3 separate regions of the Mus musculus genome follow, and all the other regions are linked to region 1. The links are chromatin contacts, called in public HiChIP or PLAC-seq and Micro-C maps. All regions are on one chromosome and are shown on one strand. Each heading gives the region's core, a stretch centred on a gene start, on an enhancer-like site or on the middle of the called end of the contact. The rest is flanking DNA. Distances are from core to core; before and after follow the strand shown.

The links. Hi-C and Micro-C count contacts between places; a contact is called where the count stands out from the background. HiChIP or PLAC-seq counts read pairs in DNA pulled down with a chosen protein or histone mark.
Region 2: a Micro-C map of embryonic stem cells shows a contact between it and region 1, with 2.3 times the contacts expected there. The contact joins the promoter of Bzw1 here to the promoter of Aox1 in region 1. A contact is called at or near these places in 3 of 39 promoter capture datasets (the 3T3-L1 cell line, the HPC-7 cell line and neural stem cells), 10 of 484 Hi-C or Micro-C datasets (the MNK3 cell line, embryonic stem cells, granulocyte-monocyte progenitors and 1 more), 2 of 115 datasets of contacts at active chromatin or transcription factors (the NIH/3T3 cell line and heart atrium) and 1 of 9 other capture datasets (adipose tissue).
Region 3: an H3K27ac HiChIP or PLAC-seq map of embryonic stem cells shows a contact between it and region 1, with 4 times the contacts expected there. The contact joins the enhancer-like site here to the promoter of Aox1 in region 1. A contact is called at or near these places in 7 of 39 promoter capture datasets (the 3T3-L1 cell line, the HPC-7 cell line, embryonic stem cells and 3 more), 1 of 115 datasets of contacts at active chromatin or transcription factors (embryonic stem cells) and 2 of 9 other capture datasets (embryonic stem cells and liver).

What each region holds. Positions count from the first base shown.
Region 1 is chr1:58,028,716-58,031,742 of GRCm38.p6, reverse strand. It overlaps Aox1 (aldehyde oxidase 1), which reads right to left and starts at 1,774. Exons shown (of 35, transcript NM_009676.2): 1 at 1,685-1,774. The coding sequence starts at 1,726.
Region 2 is chr1:58,391,310-58,394,410 of GRCm38.p6, reverse strand. Bzw1 (basic leucine zipper and W2 domains 1) reads right to left here and starts at 1,513. Exons shown (of 12, transcript NM_025824.4): 1 at 1,195-1,513; 2 at 136-209. The coding sequence starts at 199. It overlaps Gm39644 (a long non-coding RNA gene), which reads left to right and starts at 1,868. Exons shown (of 3, transcript XR_003947828.1): 1 at 1,868-1,955.
Region 3 is chr1:57,611,981-57,615,195 of GRCm38.p6, reverse strand. No RefSeq gene overlaps it. Among named protein-coding and RNA genes, the nearest start is that of Spats2l, 160 kb to the left of the region's middle. Within about 2 kb of position 1,830, at least 22 of the 459 cell types and tissues checked have an H3K27ac peak or open chromatin away from gene starts, as enhancers often do. A contact at or near this core is called in embryonic stem cells, where this site is marked.

The DNA of each region.
Region 1 (3,027 bases), core at 525-3,024:
CTGGATATCTCTACCTGAAATTCCTTTCACATATATGTGTGTGTGTGTGTATTTGTATACACATATACATATGTGAGTGTTTGTGTGTGTGCATTTGTATACATATATGTCTATATGTGGTTTGTGTGTATGTGTCTGTGTGCACGCGCTTGACTGGGTCCTACTTCATCCCAGACACTGCTCCAATGCCCCCTGATCTGAAAGGTCAACGCATCCCCTCCATCCACCCCATCAGTTTCTGCTCATCACTCCGTTTTCATGCCAGCACCTGCCGCTGCTTGACACCACACTCTCTCCATTTATTTATATGCCTGTTGGCTGTTTCCCCAGCAGTGTAGCAGTGTCAACCCCTCACCAGCAGGGGTCGCATCCTTTCTGTGGTTTGCTATATCCCATAAGCTTAAACATAGCTTAGTATCTGTTAGGATGTTCATGAAAACACACAATGGATATTCATGATTGCTCTTTTCGCAATAAGTAGTGTTGGCCTGTTAGTAGCCTTGGAGTCTGCCTCCAAGAGGCAGTGAGGCTCCAGTGAGCGGCAATGGATTCCGTTCGTTTAGTAAGGACAGAATACACTCCAGCTTTTTCTGTTATGCAAAAGGAAACGGAAGGAACAGGGCAGCCATTTCACCCATTATTCTAGTTCACCTTCATGGTAGTCCTGTGGGGAGATGGGGGGACAGCTAATGGGTTTCATCTATTTAAGGATCCATCTATCCCGCTTCAGGGCCATGAAGCAGGGACTCATAAAGGTTTTTTTTTTTTTTAAATGGGGGCTTCTATGATTTGGGAGACCCTGTTCTTCAAGGAAGAAAACACATTACAAAACTACAGCAGTGTGACTCAACTTCATAGCCTCCGAAGAGTCCTCACACAGGAAAGGTCTGGTTGGCGCTAAACCTTCCTTGGCTTCCAGTTGGTCAGCCAGTGCCAGCTAGAACAAGGGCTCTGGCTGTCCCTAGCCAGACACAGGGAACACAGCGGGATCCAAAGGGCGGAACTGACATTGTGGACAGCAGCTCTCCACCCCCCACTCAAAGTGCTATCAGTTTACACAGAGAACACTCCAGATGAGCTGGGCCACTGCCCAGACGGCTGCTTTAAACGATGCCCAGAGGCTTTGCTGTCCCCAAGCAACAGGATTTGCCTGGAGCCGCCATAAAAGTCTTCAGAGCCAAGGCACACACACAAATAAAACAAAATGCCACACTCGGCAGGAGCCCCTGATTCTGGCAAGCTGTGCTGTGCCAGGAACTTGCTTTGGCTTCACCAAGTTGAAAAATCACAGAGTAGCTAGAACCAGTGCACCTCTGTGGCCCTGTTAAAGCTGGGTATTGCTCACCCAGACAAGCAGAGACTTGAGGCTACTTATTTAATTGTGCTGGAAGATCTTATCAGCCGGAGGCTTTAAGGGAGGGAAGGTCTGGATGCTCCCCGTCCGGAAGGGAGAGGCCCTGGGATTCAGACATTCTGAAATTCTTAGTCTTCCATGCGCTGGTCGTGATGCGAAAGGTCTGAAAAATAATCTGATCTCCTTTGAGTTTTATAATGCAGATTCCTATGCTGAGGACCCAATGAGACCCCATGCTAAGGTTTCAGCGAAAGCAGGGCGCAGGCTGGGATAGGGCCCAGAACTGGGGTCCGGGGTGGTGCAGGAGTCTGCCTACCCGCGGGCTCTCACCTTCTGGCCATTCACGTAGAAGAGCAGCTGAATGGGGTCCATGACTCCGAGGTCCCTAGCAGGTCCCTAGCAGCGCCAGTCCTTGCAGAGAATAAATTGCCCGAGGCTACAGGGCGGGGCTTGTCTGTGCTTCTAAGTCTCCACCCTCCCAGAAAGTTTTGGAAGAGCCAATGCTGCAGAGGTCCTAAAGGGAAAACTCTCCTGACACTACAGAGTGTGCCAGCGTGGGAGACAAGCTGAAATCTTTGGGTTTTGGCATCGATGGGAGAGAGGGGTAGCTGGGCGGCCAGCCTCAGGAAGTCCTGAGTCATTGCTCTAGTATCTGTGCCAATGCTTGCTTATTGAAGTGGTTTCCAGAATCCTCTCGTTTGTTTAGGGGGAAGGCAGCCTGGCTGTACTGCTGAGTCACTTCCCAAGAGTCCTGCGCCCTTAACCTCACTTTTTGGCTTTCTTTATATTTTAGAATCCACTTTATAAAACCTGGCAAGTCTCAAATGAGACCAAATTATTTTCCAGGCCTTAGTATATCTCCCTAGGTTATTTTATTCATGCAATACAACATCCCCACCCCTCAATACCCATTCACACAGGGTTTCTCTGGGTAACAGCCTGGCTGTCTTGGAACTCTTCTTTGTAGACCAGGCTGGCCTCGAAATCACAGATCTCCACCTGCCTCTGCCCCTTGAGTGCTGAGATTAAAGGTATGCACCACTACACAACATTTTTATTGTGAAAACTTCCCGTTTGTAGGTAGAGGAGAAGAAACCACATCTCAGCAATTCCAGGAGTGGTTAACAGTAAGTGGCTAACACCTCCTTGCTTCCCAAGGATCTTAAGCACATTTCAGACAGTGTTTTACCAGTAGACAGAAAACGTGTGTGTATGTGTGTGTGTGTGTGTGTGTGTGTGTGTGTGTGTGTGTGTGTGTGTGTGTGTAAGCATCACTATAAAGCTATGGCTAGTTTGGAATTTACTGGCTTTGAACTGACAGCTTCTATCAGCTTCTGCCTCTTCCTGAGTGCTGGAATCAAAGGTGTGTGTGAGCCTCCATATCTGTCAAACATTTTCTTTTTTGAAAAATACTTTATGTTTGACAGGATCTGGGGAAATGGCTCAGAGGTTAAGAGCTTCCAGGACCCAGGACTAGAACAAACCTGTTTTCTTTATAAAGTATCCAGTTTGGGGCATTCTGCTTTAGCAATAGTGAAGAGATTAAAAGATTAGATGAACAGATTAAAAGCTAGAATTCTTTTACTCTCCTGATGCCAATAATCTCCATTCTAAAATCTTACTAACTAGAGATGGCTCAGTGGCTCAGAGCATTTGTTTCTAACAGATTCAAT
Region 2 (3,101 bases), core at 264-2,763, 360 kb before region 1:
AGTTAATCTGAAATAGAAGTTAAAGAGAAAATCAAGTTTCTATTATTTTCGGGTTAGTAACATGCAGCTACCTGACTGTGAGAGAAACCAAGATATGTCTGAAAGCTTGAGGGTGAGTTACAAATAAATAGTTACCTCTTTTTCTGGTTTTAAAACGCTGGCCTGATAGCGTTGGTTTTTGCTGCTTTTGATTATTCATAAAAGACACCCTAGAAAAAGGAGAAAGAAGGCCTTAAAAACACCCGTGCCAGTAATATTAACTTCTTAAACCAAGTATCAAACCTTAAATCAAAATTACAATTAAAGCAAGCCCAAGACGCTTTCAGTTAACAGGCAATAGAGAGGGTGCAGGTAAGTTTCCCTCTCCAGGAACCCCTTGATGTAAGTGCTGGAACTACACCTTGATAAAGCATTTTACTATCACCCTGTCTGGTGGCAAATGGCCTACCACAAACCTAACTACTCAGTCTCTCCTACACCGTTCTTTGCATCTCCCACTTTTTCTAAGTAACCCGAACTTAGAGGACTGTCGCGGTCACGAGCTATCTGTCAAAGGCCCTGAACCGCATCAGCGCTGCCCTCATTCCAAAGTGGCGCCGAGAGCCGCAGAGCCCGCTTGCACCCTTCCAAGATGCAAAACTGAGAGCTGGCCGCAAACGCTACAGCCCCAGCCGCCTCCTCCTCCCCGGGCACGTGTCTCCACATCCACACCCTTTCCCGTGCCTCCCGCCTCTCGGGGCTCGGGCGGCGGGCCCCGGAGCGCCGCAGGCCCTTCTCCACCGACCCTGTCGCCTGCGGTGGTGGCCGCCGCGCCGAGCGGACCACAGGCGCCGAGGCGCTGCGCGCCGGGGCCCCCGCCGCCCCGTACATCCGCCCGCCCTCCCGCGAAAGCAGCGGCGGAGGCGGCGGCCGCGGCGGTGGTGGCGGCGGCTGCGCCCCGCCCGCCGAACTCCCCACGCGTACATCACCCAACAGAGGCCGCGGCGGCTTTGTTACCCAGGCCGGCCGGGGCGCACACGGGGGCGCGCCGCCACCCCGGCGCCCCGCGGCCTCGCCCGCCCTCCAGAGCGGCGGCCCGGGCCACGGATCCAGGCCCCGGGTCCCGCCGGCCCCTCCGAACCGCGCCGCCACCCTCCTCCTCCTCCGGGCCACGGCGCGCCGCTCTTCCCCGGCGCTGCGCCGCGCTCGCCTCACCGAATTTAAGGCGAAGAGAAAAGAGCCAGAAATCCCCGAGCTGGCGGCAACTGCGGCGCTGTCTCCTCTGCGACCGGAACTAACGCGAGCAGGAGGGGAGGAAGAGGCGCCACCCCCGCCCCGGAGGCCTGCTATCGCGAGATTTCTACCCTGCGCCAGTTCGCACTCCCCCCTGCCGAAGGCCGCGGGGTTGCAGCTCGGGGGCACCGGCTAACACCGCGGTGGTAGGCGTCTCTGTCCCACCCTAAAGCCCCAGGCTGCCCTGACTCTTGTACCAGGGTAGCCCGTCCCCCTTCCTCCGCCGCAGCGGCCGGCCTCCCCCTCTCCGGGCGGGGATGGGAGTGGGAAGCGGCCCCTCAACGGCCGCGAGTTGGACCAGTCCGTCCCGGTCCAGCCCAGACCCCTCCTCCGGAAGCTGGAGCCCGGGGGTAGGGGGAATGCTGGGCGGCGGGCGCAGAGGCCGGGGCGTCTGTAGGGTTCTGCCTGGGTGAGGACTGCAGCCCGGCCTCCCTGCTCTGCGATGCGGTGTGCTGAGGGCAAGTCTGACCTCGGCCTGTCACCACGCCTTGCAAGGGGTGCTCGTCCCCTGACTGCGGTGGACTGGGAATTTGTTAAAACCAGATTGCGAGGCCCCCACCCGCAGGGTTTATAATTGCTTCTGGTGCAGGACTCAAGAATGTGCCTTTATCACAAAGTCTCCCGAGATAAGGACCTTCAGAAGGTGTATTCTCCGGGACAACAGATAAAACTGCCCGCATCCGGTTTGTGCCCTTTTCATCCGCCATCCCCCAAACACCGGGATTTGTCCTTAAAATCCCTTTCCATGTACCAACTTCTCGCTCTCGCTCTCGCTCTCTCTCTCTCTCTCTCTCTCTCTCTCTCTCTCTCTCTCGCGTGTTCCAGATCGAGGCCAGCCTGGTCTACAGAGTGAATTCTAGGAGAGCCAGGGGTATTTCTGACATCCACCGTCCCTGTACTCAAACCTTTAATCTTTCTTACTCGTACATGGAAGGCACTTCTGTTCACTGGCATTTAACATATACTGTATTTGGAGTTTCGGATTTGCCTCTAAGGCTTTAAGCCGCTGTTTGTTGGATCTTGGCTGTCAATTCTTTTCCGTTCAAGTTGGTAGGTCGGAGCGCTGAAGGAGCAGCGGTGGGAAAATAGCCTAGCAGCAACAGCCTAACTTCTTGGAGGTACTGGTGGCCCATAGGACTGAACTTTGGTGGGACCTAGGAAGGCCAGGCCGTGGAGCATAGTGGGAAATGATGGGAATCAGGGCTCTAAGTTCCCCTACCTTTATCCTCTAACCCTGAGTCCGTTGGCATTTCTCTTGGAAGTCTTATTTCATACTCTGCATGATAGACTACCACGTCCCCCACGTTATGTTTGTTTCTGATGTGTTAAGGGTACAGTATTTCACTAATTAAAAAGCCATGTTTGTGTAGTATGTGTGTAGCAGACATTCTCCTAAGCACTTAACTGCGTTGAGTCCTTGAAACTGCCCTATGACTTTGACACTTGTTAGTCTTGTTGGGAAAAGAAGGCATATAGGTCAGTTAACTTGCCAGTGAACGGCCCCCCAGCGGCCTGGTCCACCAATATAATAAACTGCCAGGTCACACACTGAGCTGAGCTAGAGACACAAAAAACGGTGAATAGCCAAACCCGTTACTCATAAAGCTTCCCTCCGCATTGGCCACATTTCCCAATTCGGTCTCCTCTCCAGTACAGTCCTGATTTACACCCTGCCTTTGTATTTTTGAGACAGGGTCTTGCTAAGTAGCCCAGGCTGGCCTTGACCTGGCAATCCTCCTGTATCAGCTTTCCAGGTACTGGCATTAGAGACATCAGTCACCAAGCCCAGTTAATTGGGATTTCTGTTCCCGTGACTAAATGAGCCTTCC
Region 3 (3,215 bases), core at 581-3,080, 420 kb after region 1:
TCTGTATCTTTCACAATAAAACAGAATTATAATTACAGTTCTTTGTCTGATTTCTACTGCTCACTTTAAGTTACAGAATCAAAGGAAGCTGTGAAAAGCCCTTGGAGGTGTAGTTGTTTGGTCAGATATGAGGAAGGATAGGAACTCTACTTGTGGTTGGTACCTGAAGTGGGAGCAGACTTGGGGGGGACTAAGTCAGTGACTTGTGGGTTGTGCTGTCAGTCACTCTGAGTGGTCAGCACCAAAACTGAATCACAGTACACCAGTTTGGGTTGATACAGGCCACAGTTGTGGTGCCAGAGTACAGGTCCTAGCTATTGTCCCAGATCCGTGTCTCCTGTGCCTTCTTTGCTACAATATACTCCAGGCTATTGTTCAGAATTTTGTGACCATCCAAGAACCTATCTAGATGTGTTTGTGTGATGTTCAAGGAAGAGAGATGCTGTGGCTGGCTGGTGAACCTTCAAGGACATGCACATGTGACCAGGCCACTTCTTGGTTGTGCTCACTTCGGCCTTTCTTTCTTAGTGGCACCTTAAGTCAGGCAGAGGCAAGCCTCCTCCTCCGCTGGAGAGAAACACTGATTGTTCTTCCTGATCTTTACCCTTCAGAAAACAAAGAGGACTGTATTTCACAGTAGCTAAGTTATGGAAGCAACTTAGGTGTTGGTAATGAGTAAATGGCTTATAGACATGTAAAACTTGCTTAGTCAGGATCCCCACTATACCCAAGGCTGCACATGATAACTAGAACGTAGTGACATTCCTCACACAGGATAAACAGGCATAGTGCTAGAACCCTATGACACCCACTGTACAGTATATAAACAGAGACCAAGAGCAATGCTCTGCTCTGTACATCTGGAGAGATGCCACCTCGATCTGCCGTGGGGCTAGAGGATCTCCCCCAGGATCTTGACCTTCAAATCAGAGACTTGCTTCTATTAGAGACTGGACCTGACCTTCAGCGAAGATATGTCACACTAGGACTGTAATTAAGAGCTTAGAGTGTGAACCTTGTGTGGCAACCCAAAGCAAAGTAACATCTCTCTTTTTGTTATACATAGTACACATATTACCCTCTTGCTTACTGTCCATCAGCCGAAGAATGAATATGGAAAGGGTGATAAATACGTTAAAGAATAAAGTCCTGTCATCTGCAAGGAAAGACAAATGGACTCAGCCAGAGACAGTCATATTACGTGAATTAAGTCAGTCTCAGGAAGATAGATATCATGCTCTGGCTCGTTTGTGGGTCTTAGATTTAGCATAGAAATAGAAAAGAATTGTAGGCATAGAAAAAAAATGCTGCATATACCAAAGCAAGTCATATACATAGAGATGATGTGAAAATCAAAATGAAATTGTCTGAGGGAACAAAGGGAACTAATGGGGAGGGGGAAGGGAGGAAAGGAAGAGAGTGGGGGGGGGGGGAGATGTGCTCGAAAGACACTTACATACATGCCTGAGAAATGTATTATGTAACCCAATCTAATATAATAATCATCTTTAAAAGAAAGAAGGGTGTCTGGTGCCATGTCTTCCTGTGGTCACTGGCATTGCTTTGCAGAGACAGCCTGAAAGGACCCCGGAAGCTCAACCTTCCCTTGCCTCGGGCCCTCTGTGTCACCACGGAAAGCCCGCCCCCCACCCCCACCCCCCTGCTGCTTTTTCAAGGGTGACTTTACAGCCCCTGTTTACCTTCCCCTGCACCTCACGAGGTGCCCTTCCTTGCCCTTTGGCTGTTGTTCCAGGCAGGGTGACACTAATGCTCCTCGAGAAGAGGGGGTGGGCGATCAAGGAGAGCGCCCTAGTGAGTAAGTCACGTGCACCCCAAGTGCGCGCTGTCTGCCTTAAAGGTCACATATTTGCGCGCTATGAAGAAGAAGGAGCAGGTCGGAAGCCTCATGCATAAGCAAAGCTTCTCCCTGCACTCAGAAGTAATTTAAATGGCTGGGAACTTATCTCTCTGATAAAGGCTGCACCTTTTTATGTGTGTTCAACCTAAGGAAAGTGCTTCAAATCCTCCCTGGCATTTGCCTTGCAGTGCTCTTGGGGGGTAATGGGCCATGACGTGCCTGGAGCTGCTTTGGAGCTGAGTGTGATCTAGTGTAAATGTATTATTATTGCCATTAGGAATGTGGTGGTGGGGGGATTAAATGCTACTGATAAAAATCACCGAAATCTATAAGGAGAATGTAAAACTGGGCCCAGGAAGTTCCATACTTCAATTAAATTAAATGACCACATAATGCTACATTCTAATCCTGTGTGCATAAATTAACATAAAAACAAAATGACACAAAACTGCTCGCATCAGCAGGAAATTGAGGGGCCATTAGTCATTACCCTTTGGAAGCCCCTTGCATTATTATTCAGTGCCCAGGAACTTGACAACTGCAGAATGCTTAGCAGTCATTTGTGGGTAAATCTGCTTCTCTAACGCTGACTTTTAGAATCTTTCCATTTAGCCTTGAGCTGAGTTTCCCCACTCGTCCGCTGGGACAGTGGTGCTTGGGACCTGTCCCTACTTGGTCCCCATGCTTAGAGCATCCCCAGGATTCTGCAGAGGTCTGGTGATTAGCTGATTCTTGATTGTGTGCTGCCTCCTGGCTCTCAGTTCCTGATGATTTCCATGGTCCTGTTGGGAGACAGGCACAGGACCTGTTTCTGCTTGGCCTTCAAACTTTTCTAGGTGGGACTCTGAACCATAGTGGTTGGTGTCCCAAGAGGAGTCCCTGTGACTCATGTAAATGAATAGATGTGTTTTGTAATTGTGTGGGGTCGTGCACTCTCAAATGGCCTTCTGAAAAGAAACCTCAGGTTTCTGAATAGACACCCTTATGCATATGGAGAGAAGACAATGGGTGATGTCTAGGCTTGCCAGTCTCGGAGGAAGGCAGCATACTGATTTCCAACTAACATTCACTAAAATGCACTGCTGAAGGTCAGGTGTGTCCTTTTGTGTTAAGGGAGCCACAGAAACAGCACCGTGCCTCTCCTGTCTTCCGAAGGCTGCCTTTTGGCGACTCCTCCTCAAAGAGGTGCAGACAGGACCACAGGGCCTTGTCCAAAGGCGGCAGATGATTTTTGATATGGCACAATATTGTTTCTCTGCAGCTTCCTGGGAATATACTGGAGCTTCAGGCTAGTGTCTGTGACCTCAGCTCCCGTGGAAGTTTGGGTGAGAATGGCCCTCATCAGCTCATATATTCA